Linked DNA regions of Gossypium hirsutum: region 1 is linked to region 2. A link is a contact called in public Hi-C data. All regions are on one chromosome and are shown on one strand. Each heading gives the region's core, a stretch centred on a gene start, on an enhancer-like site or on the middle of the called end of the contact. The rest is flanking DNA. Distances are from core to core; before and after follow the strand shown.

Region 1 (2,700 bases), core at 172-2,671, 75 kb before region 2:
AATGAGTTTTTTTTTCTAAAACTAAGGGTTGAATTAGATAGCATAGGTGCATTATTTTTTGAAAATTAATATAGAACATAATTGTTTGTCTCATCTATATGAAATATTCATTTTACATTATGCATATAGCTAATAAATGGGTAAATATGACCAAATTTTATTTTTAAAAAGAGTTATATTTAAATACTTGGGTTTAAAAAGATTGAAAATATTAGAAGTAATTAGCTAAAAATCCAACTGAAGTGAGGTGAGGTGAGATGGGATAAATGTATCTAATATCTACAGAGATTGATAATAGTGCATAAGGGAAGCCAGAAAATTGTTATAGGAAGAGACCAGAGACAAATAATGAATTTTTGGGAGCCAAAATGTAATTTTACTATAATATTAACTTATAATTTCATAAACTTTGAAGGGGGCTAAGTTGGTCCGTTTTTTACATTTTTGAGCCCTAGATAAAATAATAATTTGAGACCCCTTTTTAAAATAATTATAAATGTAAAACAATAAAATAAAATAAATTAGGGCCCCTTTTATTTTATTTTATTTTTCTTGTAATGAAGTGTCGATCAAAAATTTTACAAAAGTTGAATTGTTTTCTACGTTAAAAGTTGAAATTTTTTTTTTCTTTTTTGAGCCCTTCCAGCCGTAAGCCTTCGGTGATTGCATTCCTAAACTACCCCGAAGGCCAGGCCTAGAGCTAAAGGATATATTTATCATTGTTAGAGGGCTAAAACCACTATAGGTCCTTGTCTATACCCTTGGTGGAACAAATAGTAGCGCAAAGTATAACAAATATAAAGTAATGGTAGGTTTAATAACATCTGTTCTCACCCCAGTCAACTATCATCCATAAATAAATCTATACGATAAATTCATACTAGCTAGAACACCTTATACTAAATACATATTTAGATAGATAGCGAGTATGGAAATATGATTTGAGTTTAGGAAATCTCTCAATCACGGGTAACAAGAAATATGCTTCATTTGCATAAAGTCAGCAATTGGCATCGACTAGGCAAGGAAGAAAATTGTCCCAATAGCAGACAATACAGGCAGCTCCACTGTCTATAGATATTCCAAACTGGGTTTTTAGTGAAATGGGATAAAACAGTAGATGGTGGCCCTGGAAATGTTGGTCCAACCAATGCAGTCTTCTTTTGTTTTTGAAGGTACAAATACCATGATGGAGATGATGCCTTCCTTTTGGTTCTTGGACTAGATAGTTTATACCAAACGAATAATAATAAACCTGTCGGCTAAGATAAATATAGTGATCAGCTGTCTCAAACCAAACTAAAATACATTTCCAATGAAAATAAAGATCAATTATTGAGCTACATCCATATGGATATTTATGCCACCAATGTGTTTCTAACAAATGAAATGAGGTCCACTTAGAACGAGTGTTTTAGATTTATTGCCTGGGCTTCTTTTTGCTTTAAGAATCACTGAACCGACAGCCATGGGCTTTTCTTTAAGATTATGGGTTCTACAGAGAAGACAAGCATTTCTTTTTCAATGGGGATTCCAACAATCATGTATTTATTTAGAGCTAAAATGTCTCAACTTTACATATTTATATTTCTATTTCCATTTTATAAAGTTAATTGCGCTTTAGTAGTGTAATAGTAAAGCACTTTGAGTTAGAAATGAAAATTTGGTTAACATCAAAGTTGTGGGTCTGAATTTTTTTTAGAACTGGAATTAAATTATATAGTTTTACGATAGTAAAAATATAATTTTATTATTTTAATAATTTATATTTTTATAATTTTTAAAATGTCTAAATTAAAAATTTACCGTTTTATGGTGGCCATGGCCCTCCTAAGTCTTCATTACACTCTACCACTGCTCTTAAACATCCCTACTTCTTCCTTTATTTAAAAACAAAAAACAAAAAAAAATTATTTGGTACTGGCTTAAACAATTTATTTTACAAATACAAACATAAACTAGACTTGTTCATGGGTCGGGATACTTATCAGGCTCAAAAATCCGTCTGAAATTTGGGAGGGTTTCAGAAAAAAAATTTGACCCAAAAAAGAGGTTTAGAAAAAAACTAGTTTATAATACTTTATATTATGTTATTTTTATATATGATGTAATTTATAACACATTAAAAAAATAAACTTATACTAAATATATAATAGTACTCTAATGTAAACATTAAAATAATGTTCAGATGATTATATATAAAATAATTAAATATTATATAAAAATAATATACATATTTTTAAAAATTTTAAAAATAGTATGGTGCGCCTAAAATAGGCTTAGTTAATCTTTTACAAATATGAACAAATTTGGGTAAAACTTTAGGCTCATAATTTGGGCTAGACTTTAGCAAATATAAAGTATTTTAATACTTAGACCTTATTCAAACCTAACCTGACCCAGCCTATGAACAACTCTAACACAAACTCAAATTTTAATATTAAATTCAAATATATTATGAGTTTATATTTAATATATTGATCATATATTATTTCTATACCTAATCACTTACGTAACACTTCACTAATGAGATGAATAATAATTTATGAATTTAATTCATTAATAAAATAACATATCGTAATTATTTTAATCGATAGTATATAACTTTTATACGCTTTCAATGTATTGAATAATAAATATTAATTCGTATATTATTATTTGGTATTAATTAGAATAGTAAATATATATTTAATTTTAGGT
Region 2 (2,700 bases), core at 99-2,598:
AACGGTCATAACTTGAGCTCTTGAATTCATAATTGAGTGATTCAAAATGCATTTCGAAGGTATGAGATAGATATTAAAATGGAATGTGACATCTCAACCCAGAAATGCCAGGATCCCATCCAAAAATTTGTCGCAAGTCTGCTGATTTCCCAAGCTTGAAAATTGGCAGCTTTGGTGATTGTAATTTAATAAATTTTACCCTATCTGTGCATGTATCAGGAGAGCTTTGATCTAAGTATCTTCTAAAATTGATATTGAATGGATAATTATGCTTCAAGTTACTTCTAGGTTTGATTTCAAAGAACGAGTTTAGCTACCTTTTTATTGGTTGGACAAGATCGAAGAGCAATTTTCTTTAGAACTAATGTGATGTTCTTTAGAATTTTTACTAGTTCTTTGATTTCTTCAAAGATTTATTTGGATTTTGAAAAGAATTTTTAGTCTTAAAGAATTTTATCTTCAAGTTTCATATTTTTTACTTTTAGACTTCTGAATTTATGAAGTTGTGTTAAATGGCTTGGAGGCGATCCCCTTCCATAGTGTTAGTCAACTAAGTAGAAGAGAGTTATTATTTCTATAGTTTCTTTATTTGAATTATTTGCATTGATTAAACTCTTTTATTTATTATTATTCTCGTATTAATTTAAATTAATTAAGATAAATTAATCCTTGAAGAATATGATTTCTTTATAAAAGAGTTCTAAAATGATTTGACCTATTTATTTATGGCTTAATTGATTTAATTTAATTTAGTTAGATATAATAAATAATGACACTTAATAAAGTTTTAATTGGTTTAAAAAATTTTCTTCTACAAATGCCCATTCATGACTTGGTCATGTCACAACTTTTGTTGAGCATAGAAAGTAGGCAAGTCGTGAAATTTGATTTGTTTCTAAAAATTATTTTCAAAATATCTTGACAAGATTTGATGATAGGGTGAAGAAAATTTTTTTTCTTCATTTAAACTGAAATTGGCAATAAAACAAGATTTATATATCTTTGTATATTGAAGGATCGAGTAATATTGACTTGACATAATTTTAAATCCTTTTAAACATGTAGTTTAATCTGGTGCTATCAAGAACATCATTTTTTGGAGGAACAATATTTTCCTTAAGATTAACAAATTAAACTCAAATGTAGGAGTGATTTGATAGTTTAAACTCAGGCCTAAAAACATTTTTTTTTATTGGCTTTATGGACATGTTACTGGAACCCAATCATTGATCACTCTTTTATCTTGAAAATACACCATCTTACTTATATTTAGAATAGGTGTAATAGAATCAAAAGGGTCTAATTTTATGGTTCTATCTATCATGCTAATTAGATTGTGGAACCATAATGACCGAGGTCAAGTTTAAGTGAATTATCAAGATTAATTTTTTTTATTTGTAAATGAGTTTTAAAAGTATTTAACTTCTGTATTTATTTCTTAATTTAATTTAGTCGGAAAATCAATTGTAAAGAGTTAAGAGTCAAGTCATCGTTCCATACACTAATAGTTGATACAAATACTATTATATAAAATGAGAATGAAAGTGATTAATAATTTCATTTATCATGTTGGATGTATTGGATGAAAATGATACTATGAATTGTCCTGTTAATAGAATTCCTACACAAGCCTGAAAGCAGGGATTGGAGAGAGACCTTTTGACAATGTATGTGTATTAATCTTGAACACATGCAATGTTTACTTACACGATGGCTCCTGCAATTTTTTATTTATAAATTGAATAAGTAGTAGTCTTCATTTCATCATTTATAGTTGATAATTTATTTGAATGGTATAGGTGAAATTTTTAAAAAATAAAATAACAAATTTGTAGGCAAGTGTTTACTTAGGGCATGTTTGGTTGGGGGAATCAGTATGCATTCCCCCCCCAATTCCCTGGGCCCACCACCAAACGGGCGTTTGGTTGGGTGTAATAACATTACACCCCGATTCCCTTCCGCCCCTATTACCCCCATTGGCTATAATAGCCATTCCCCACAGAAAGCGCCGAATAGGGATTCCCCCCAATTCTCATTTTCTTTTCCGTTTTTTGTCCATCATCCTCTCCAACGTTTCCCTTCCATATTGCAAGGTAATTTTCTTCCCTTCCATCGATTTCTGCTTCTTCTTCTGGTACGTTTCTTTTCTTTTCTCCGTTTTATCAACAACAAAAAATGCTCGCACTCTTTCCCTGTTTTTCATGCTCACACTCTTTCCCTGTTTTTATTTTCTTTTTTTTTTCTGTAAAATCGATTTAGTTTTGCTTTTGCTGTAATCTGGAATATTTGTTTTTGTTCCCCTAATTTTGATTCGTTTCTAGCGTTTTCCATTCGGCTTTTCTTTGTATTGCATGTTCGATTGAACAGATGAAATTTTTTTCAATGTGATTCTATTATTTGTTTATTCTATTGCATGTTTGTCTGATTCTATTGTTTTCCGAATGGCTTGTGATTTCAACTAGTTGAGTTCTGTTTATTTGCATTTCTTGAAATTTGTTGGAGTTCATGTATTGGTTTTTGTTAATTTAAAATTTGTTTGCACAAAAGATGGAGGCTTTATGCTGAGAAATGTTAACTATGTTTTCTGTTAATTTAAAATTTGTTTTCTGTTAATTTTAGTTTTAAAATGATTTCTTGCAATAAATGAGGATTGATAACCATAGTATCAGAAAGTTGTATGTGTGCTTGAGTCCATTTTGA

The links. A called contact is a pair of places that touch in the nucleus more often than the background predicts.
Region 1: a contact with region 2 is called in a Hi-C map of leaf, with 4 times the contacts expected there. The contact joins the enhancer-like site here to the promoter of LOC107950736 in region 2. A contact is called at or near these places in 4 of 34 Hi-C or Micro-C datasets (leaf and petal).

What each region holds. Positions count from the first base shown.
Region 1 is chrD03:32,521,247-32,523,946 of Gossypium_hirsutum_v2.1, reverse strand. No RefSeq gene overlaps it. Among protein-coding and RNA genes, the nearest start is that of LOC107950734, 27 kb to the right of the region's middle. Within about 2 kb of position 1,421, at least 5 of the 9 cell types and tissues checked have an H3K27ac peak or open chromatin away from gene starts, as enhancers often do. A contact at or near this core is called in leaf, where this site is marked.
Region 2 is chrD03:32,446,233-32,448,932 of Gossypium_hirsutum_v2.1, reverse strand. LOC107950736 reads left to right here and starts at 1,348. Exons shown (of 4, transcript XM_016885666.2): 1 at 1,348-1,356; 2 at 1,617-1,667; 3 at 1,836-2,093. The coding sequence starts at 1,348.